Regions from separate parts of the Podarcis muralis genome. Here region 1 is linked to region 2. A link is a contact called in public Hi-C data. All regions are on one chromosome and are shown on one strand. The core of a region is the stretch at or near the end of the contact, and the rest is flanking DNA. Distances in the headings are between cores, read along the strand shown.

Region 1 (4,190 bases), core at 1,310-3,809, 140 kb after region 2:
TAGTTGAGATTCCTACATTGCAGGGGGTTGGACTAGATGACCCTCAGGGTCCCTTTCCAACTCTACAATTCTATGATTCACAACACTCCTCTAGGTTGGTCTGTGTCTTAATGCCTGGCTCCAAAATCACCAACTGGTATTCACAGCCAAGTAGGGATTTTGTGGCAATGCAGTCAAGATATGAATTTATTCTGAAAGTTATTCAGACAGAATTATTTTATACTTCGTTGTATTAATCTAATTTGAAAAACCTATTACCGTTGCAATCTTTTTTCCGGTTCTCCTCTTTGCTCTTCAACTTAATTAGATCATAAATCAAAGACAGCCTAGAGTCTGACTGTGAGTGGGTGATCTTCCTTTACAGGGAAGGCCAAGAGATTACCACAGGTGTCAGAAGCAGCTGTGCATGTGAAGGCCACTTCACGATAAGAAGACACAACAACCAAGCAAGTCTGGGAAAAGGCAGTCAGGCAAAATGTAACACTATGTGATGCTTTGTAATACAATGCCAGGCACCCTGGAGACAGCCAGCTTGGGGCCTATTTGAGAGATAAAGAGATAAGGCAGAAGCTGAACTGTCTTGGTTTGTACAGGGGCCTCTTGTTTATGGTCTCCAGAGGGATAAACAAGGCATCCATGTTAAACAGGACAGCCAAAGGTGTCAGAAGGATCAACCTGAAGCGGGTTGGAAACCCACTCCTATTAGAACCTTCTTGTGCTTCTTGGGTGCTACCCAGCAGAGTCCCCAGCCATGGTCTGATCACCCAGACCTTCGTGCTTTTGATAATATCTGATTCCACCACATTCAAGTCCTTGCTGGGTACTCCAACCACTGCATTACATTTTAAGAATCAGTCCTTCCGAAGCACTGATTATGATTCAATGAAAAGGCCTGTAGACAACACATTCTTTATTTATGAATAAGTGTTAGAGGCAAGTTGTGTACATTTATCTGACTGCAAGCAATATTTAAAAAATGGTTTTCCCAGGACTTTTTTAAAGGACTTGGTCAAAAAGGTGCAAATTCCCATGTACTCCATTCATGCAAGTGCGCAAAAAACAAAACAACTATTCAGAGTGATGATTAGCAGATGTGAACCAAACTCTTAAACCAGTTTTAGTCTTAGTCAATAAGCACAAACAATGTAGCTTGAATGTTCAAACAGATTCAAAACTGTGTGGAAATTAATTTTCTTGGAAGAATTGTAAATATTTTAAGAAGCGACAACTCAGTAGCAAGCACTGAAGATCATTAACCTATGTATTTTTATTATGTATGCACACTTCCCAAGGAATGTCTCCTAAAAACTAACATAATAAGATATACATCCCACACTTCCTCAAAGATTCAGTATGAGTAACAGGCTTAAAGCAGATGGCTTCAAAAAAACAAAAACCCTGCTCTAAAGTGGCTTCCTATTCCCCTTCCTAATAAAAATGAGTCCAAACATATTGTCTATTAGCCCATATGGATACTTTTAGGGCAAACCTTTCTTTTGACTTTCTTCTTTAGCATAAAGCTCTATTGTGAGACACATCTGTTTCACTTTGGGATTTTCACCGCTTACCAGCCATATTCGCCTGCTCGGCTTGAAAGTTTCTGTTCTTTGTCCACTGAAACATTGAGCGTAACATCTGAAAATCAAAAGATGTAAGATCAGTAGAAAAGTAGTCTCCCATAAGTACTCCCAGCCCAATTATGCCATTTATCGCCAACACAGAATGGGAAAACACTGAAGTGGGTTGGCAAAAACCTCTATCCCAACTAAGGGGCTGGGGCACAATAATGCCCACATGCTTTGGTCAACCGGGTGGCAAGGAGTAAGTTTAATGCATATTCCAAAACACTTTGGAAATTAAAAAGAGGCATACACGTCACTAGCACTAGAACTGAGTCCCATGAATTATCTTTGGCTGCAAGTTTAAGCACATTTACCTAGGCGAAAACCCCACTGAAAATAACTGGACACACACACAAATATAGGATTGCAACGTTAGCACTGCAGAATCTTTCCCTCTTTTTCTCTTTTCAAGTGTTTTGCTGTTCCTTCTGCAGCTTCACCATATTCACGTTCTTTTATTGCAATGCCTTTGCTTTAATTCCCTCTTAAGTCGCCCAGATAATTTCAAGTGAAGGCGCAGCCTAAAACCGCCTCAAGAAGGGAGACGGGTCCTACGACCTACGTAAAGCACGCAAGAAGGGCACGAACAAAGCCAAGAGAGGAGCCACTGAATGCTGGTTTATGGGGGGGGGGCGGGGAGGACGAGCGCGCGAATCTTTGCACGCGCGAGGGAAAGCCGCGGTGCGGGCGGGCGCAGAGCGTTTCCCAGGTGATTAGCCGCGCGGGCGGGCGCCTCGTCGCTCACTCTTCAGCAAGATGCAGTTGGTGTCCTCGTCGTTGAACTCCCAGCCGAGCGTGTCTCCTACGGGCCGCTTGCAGCCAGCGCACAGGAACACCATGGGCAGCTCCTCGGACCCCGCTTCCTCTCCGGGCCCCGGGCTGCCAGGGGACGCCTCCGTCAACGGGAGAGAGCTGTCTTCCCCCGGGTGCGCCGCCATTCTCTTTCAAAGCCGCCCGCGCCGCGCCCCCTCCCCTCCGCGCCAGCGCCGGAAATAACATGCAACGCGGGGCCGCTCTAGCGCGCAAACCGAGCCCTTCTCTTTTGCCTCTCCCAGGAGAAGGGGCGGAGTCGGGGGCGCTCGAGAGCGGGTGGGAGCATGCGCTGTGGCGCTGGGTGATTCAGCACCAGGGAAGGGCCTCGGTCGGGCAGGTTGCGGAGTTCACCATAGCAACGCGGGGGAAGCAGCCGCCTTGAGCGGTCTAAGGGTCTTTGCGAGGTTGCATGGTAGTGATTTCTGAGCGAAGTAGTTATGAAAGAATAAAAACTCCAAAATACAGATTCTGAAGATTTTTTTTTTTTTTAAAGGGCGGTCGCGTGATTCTTACAATCTTTTCGACAGACACTATTCTCAGTACCACCAACCAACCTCGAGAGATGCAGCTGCTAATGATAACAGCAAGAATATGCACACTGTGCAGGTTTTGCTCAAAAACCTGCTTGAGGTGGCAGTAGGAAGCACATCACACGTAGCAGTGGCATCATTGCGCCTGCAAAACAACTGACTCCAGTGTGGTGGAAAAGACTTCTTTGAGGAGTCTCCACGTGCCACCCATTTCCCACATTCGTGTTCGTTTCGTGGTCAGTTGTAGGAAAGGGGGGTGCATTGGAGAGGATTGAAAGGTGGAGTTGTTCATTTCCTGCAGTGATCACTCTGTTGAAACGGGGAGTAAGTGGGCAGTGCTGTAGGTGAAAAATGGGGTGTCAGCTGTTGCTAACGCCATTTGCTTTATTTTAGTGGGCCAGGTGTCATGTTTGTTTATCTTGGTAATGTGTTGGTTGTCCCCCCTGCATTTAGCTTTGTTTTATGACAGGGTTCTTATTTATTTGACTTTTTAATTAGTCCTTAATTTTTGTATATTGCCATTTTCCCTGCTGTGGGGTCGAAATATTAAATGAAGAACAGGTTATGAATAAAATGATGATGATGATAGCCTGTCACCTGCTGGCATGGTTTTCTTTACCAACTTGACTATGTGTCTTTTCTTATTACTTACCGGTAGTTCTGTATTAGTGAAAACATAAAAGAGTTAACGACATCTTGTACTTCCCACAAGGAATGTTCACATTTGTCATTCTGGCACCAGAGACCATCGCCATACACTGACCTTCATTTCTGCTGATTGGGTCTGGTATCTTGGCATTCCTCAAGGATGCCTGCTCAAATGAAAAACTGCACAACTACAGAATCTCTTTATAGGAACACTTAAGTACAACTCATCATAATTGTTGGTTGGGGTTAGAGCTGGCTAGGAGGTTGTACTGAGATGGCTAACAAGACAAATTCATCCAGTTTTACTTACGATTTTGAATATTACATGGATTATTTAGATCTACTTCCAGTTGATGCAAGAAAGCTGAAGGCAAACAGATGTAAGTATTGCATTATGTGACCAACTAAAGCAAAAACAACAAAAAGGAAAACATCCTTTGAAAAGTTTAATGTTTTTGTAAACACACTTTCTGCATGTAAATTGCTTATTTAGATTGGGGTTTCTGACTACTGCATAGTAATTTGTTGACTACCAAATTCAGTACCAGTCTTGTGCAGGTTGACTACTAAGACAGTC
Region 2 (4,259 bases), core at 1,530-4,029:
ATTATACTCCACTCAAACCAGTAGGATTTAGGTCTAAGAATAAGTTACCAAGCATCACTATTTATTCTGGACTTAGGAAACAATCATTTTACTATTTCTCTGAAAGATAAAAGCCTACACAATATACGTTCAAATGTGGGCATGTAAAATGCCATGGTGGCTTGCATTTTTCTTGTCTCTCTTTTTCTTCAGTGCATTTGTACTACAATGATGCTCCACAGGTCTCATTCTTCCATTTATATCTAAACACAGAATATCAGAGCAGTACAGAGAACTCTGAAGACAGCAGCCACACACCTGTACTATGATCTCTACCAAGGTGAAGCAAAGAGGTCAGCCTAGCCACTTCCTGGCTTTCTGCCATAACACAATGCATGAAGATGCAGTAGCTATTCTAACACTTAGCTGAACATTTTGAGTTCAGTGGTACCTAGGGGTAAATACGCTTCAGGTTACAGACTCCGCTAACCCAGAAATATTGCCTCAGGTTAAGAACTTTGCTTCAGGATGAGAACAGAAATTGTGCAGCAGCAGCAGCAGCGCAGCAGCAGCAGGAGGCCCCATTAGCTAAAGGGGTGCTTCAGGTTAAGAACAGTTTCAGGTTAAGAACAGACCTCCGGAACGAATTAAGTACTTAACCCGAGGTACCACTGTACTTCATCTCAGGAGCTCACACACAGTAATCTTAGAAAACACTCTGAAATAATACTTACTACCCCAAGCAATTAAGCAACTGTTCATTCTCTTTATGGAAATCTTACACAAACTGTAATGCTTTTTCTAAAGTTGATGATGATAGCATTTATAAAGTTTTACATACAATACTGAAAAGAATCCATCTGTTAATTGAACACATCCCATACACACCCAGCACATGCACTACAAGTTCTACTAAAGTTACCCAAAATACTTTTCATGCAACTGAGCATTTATAGGTCCATGTTAAGACAAATTAGTAGTACTGAACAAGCCCCAGGTGGCAAACTGAACCTGCCACTTATGCATAGCTGTTTTGATATTTCGTATCGGGTTGTGTAGGACCCAAAGAAAGACAACCAGAGGTGTGTATGGCTGTCATAATGCTGTGCTTAAATGAAGGGCAATATTCTGAAGCTTAATGTACTTTTTCAGTTCTGAACATTAAGTTTCGTAACTGGATGTTTAACTGGAAGGCCATTGATATGCCCAAATATAAAAGCATTTACAGTGAGCAAACTTTACAGAGTTTTCTGTTCAAAAAGCATATACAGTGATTTAAACATTAAAGTCTACTTTATGTCCATGTAAACCTGCATTTATGCACACTTTGATTTATCTGGTTATCTGCAGCAGAAATCACATTAAGTTGTAAATTTGCTGCAATCTTTATGTAGTTTAATAACACTTGTATCCATTTTCCAGAATACCACAGCAGTACACAGAAACCTTTTAGAGAAGTAGCAATGTTAGTCCGCTGAAACAGACTTTTATGAATGTCAACTGTTAATACACTAAAACACTAGAAGGAGCCATTCAGTTTCAATGCGATTCACCAGACACTTCAGCTCGGAATTCTTCTGGCATTCTGTTGTGAGAATATGCCCAATGTTACCTTTAAAAAGCCAGTTTCTGATGTTGGCTAGGAACTCTCTGCTCCTTGAGATCAATTCCCTCACTTTTCCTGCCCACCACAACCAGTCCTGAAAAGAAGGGGGAAATCTTCCGGATTTTCTATTCACACTCGCGCCATATGCACGATAATTTGAAAACCGTGTACATTATCTAAGATATAATCAGTGGGATAGCTTTTATTCATCGCTAGATTCTGCAACGCAAGGGGTTCGCACAGTATCACAGAAACAGTTGGGATGGTAACTTTAAATACAAAACTTTTTGATGGGTCGCGTAATAGGGCTGCAAATAACATGCCCTCGAGACGCCTAATCTCTTCGCACGTCCCGGATCTTCATCATCAAATGGCTGCAAGAAAAAGGCCAGAAACTTCCTCTTCACTCCGCCGCCACCCCGCACCGCGATCTCCTCGAAGTGCGCCCTCGCCCACAGACACACACACACAGGCACAAGATACTTAGGCCCCCTTCCTCCCCACCTACAGCGAAGCGCTACCCGGCACGCGCGCATTACTTCCATTCCCGGCCTCTCCCTTGGCCTACAGGGCTGACCTTAAACAGCCCGGCCGGGTTTCCCCAGCAGCCGGGCCCGGGATAGAGGGCCTCGGAAGTGAGGCGAAAGTTCTTAGGCCCCCTTCGAGCTTGAGGGAAGTCGCGTGTGCGGGGAAGGGGGCTGAGGGGAAAGCGGCCCCTGAAGCCCCGCGTCACCCGACGCAACGCCGCCGCCCACACGCCGGGCCCAGGAGAGGCCGCCGCACACCGAAGGGCGCTGGCAACTCGTCCCCGTCGGCTGCTCCGCCTCAGACCAGGCCTGCGAACTCCGGCCTCCAGTCCCAGGCTCCAGAGCGGTATCAGCGGTCGCCAGCCGCTCCCAACCCCCCACTACCAACAGCCGGGGCCTACCCGTCCCGCGCTCCCTTGCCGGGCCCTGTCCCCACCTCTTGGTTGAAGGCGTTCACAGCCTCCATGGCTGTGGCTCGGCGGCCTCTTGCTACCGCGCGCGGAGGAGCCCCGGAGGAAGCGGCGGGACGTGGTTCTCGTCGGCCTCCCGCCTTCAGGGCCTCGGCGCTAACATGTCCGTTTGGCGGCAGCCCGCAGCGCGTCTCGTTGGCGAGGCAGCCGCGCAGACTGTCTCCCCCTCAGCGGGACGGCGGCGCCCACGCCGCGAACAGCACCCTGGGATAGCGCAGGCCTCCGGGCTGCGCGCCACCCATCGGAAGAAAAGAGAGCTGCGGACCAAACCCCCGCCCCGCCCCCGGAGACAACGAACAAGCGCGCGCGCGTGCGCTTGAGGAGGGCCACGTGACAGCGCTCGCCCTTTTGCCTCGCGCCCAACGCTTTCATCGCCTGTTTCCAGGCACTCCGCGCCCCCCCCCCCCGACGTCGACCTCGCTTTAAGTCTTGGGAAAGGCAGCGAGTTGAATCCTCCGCGCTTTAACTGAAAAGGGGCTGGACGTTGTGCCAAAGGAAACGTGAATGCAGCCTCAGTGTTGCCCATTTCATCCCGCCTGCGCCATAATAATAATTACTACTACTACTACTACTACTATTATTATTATTATTAATTATTATTATTATTTATACCCCGCCCATCTGGCTGAGTTTCCCCAGCCACTCTGGGCGGCTTCCAATCAAGTGTTAAAAACAATACATACAGCATAAAAGTCAATATTGGCTAGGGTGGGTTTTCGAAGCAAGCAGCAACCGTGGTTTCCCAGGTATCCTTGCAAGCATAAGAAGGCAACGCAGAGCAGGAGAAGAAGAGCCTTCAGAAATGTGTACAGCAGCTGAGGGGAGTAGTGTTCCTACTGTGACATAGGAAGATGACAGCGGCTTCTGATAAATAAATGCCCCCATTTTCATTACTCAAACTTGGGAGGGTATAGCTGCAGTTGCACAGAACTAAACATTGAGGTTTTACTGCCTTAAAAATGCAATGAGTTCAGAAGCGAAGTGTCAGACTCTCATGCTTTGCTTTCATTCATTGTCAGCAGAATGTAGTAGGGAGACTTTAATCAGAACGCTCTTCTAGTCTGTTACTGAGGCAAGACAATGCTCCAGCACATCCACTGCCACACCTGCAGATGTAAAGGAAAGGTAGAGCTGTGTGTCACCAGAATACTGCTGACAACACACTTCAAAATTCTGCATGACCCCACTCAGTGGCTTCATATAGATATTAAACATGGGGGTAGAATTCAACCCTGAGGGACTCCACAACAAGGGACCCCATGGTGCCGAATAGCACTCCCCAAGCATCACCCGTTGAAGACAACCAACCAAGCAGGATTGGAACCACAGCAAAGCAGTTCTACCCACCCACAACTCAGATAGGCCTTCCAGGAGGAAACCATGGTAGATGGTATCAAAAACCACTAAGAGTATAAGAAACATTAACAGAGATAGAGTACCTCTGTACTACTTCTGACAGAGGTCATAATAAAACAACAACAACAACAACAACAATAGGTATTACTATTTATACCCTGCCCATCTAGGTTTCCCCAGTCACTCTGGGCGGCTCCCAACAGAATTAAAAGCATAATAAAACATCAAACATTAAAAACCTCCCTAAACAGTGCTCCCTTCAAATATCTTCTAAAAGTCAGATAGTTGTTAATTTCCTTGACATCTAATGGGAGGGCGTAG

Evidence for each region. A called contact is a pair of places that touch in the nucleus more often than the background predicts.
Region 1: a contact with region 2 is called in a Hi-C map of blood, with 4 times the contacts expected there. The contact joins the promoter of MIS18A here to the promoter of SCAF4 in region 2. A contact is called at or near these places in 2 of 3 Hi-C or Micro-C datasets (blood and tail).

Annotation. Positions count from the first base shown.
Region 1 is chr4:52,830,621-52,834,810 of rPodMur119.hap1.1, forward strand. MIS18A (MIS18 kinetochore protein A) reads right to left here and starts at 2,560. Exons shown (of 5, transcript XM_028727022.2): 1 at 2,368-2,560; 2 at 1,569-1,635. The coding sequence starts at 2,560. It also overlaps LOC114596039.
Region 2 is chr4:52,693,119-52,697,377 of rPodMur119.hap1.1, forward strand. SCAF4 (SR-related CTD associated factor 4) reads right to left here and starts at 2,780. Exons shown (of 20, transcript XM_028727015.2): 1 at 2,549-2,780. The coding sequence starts at 2,578.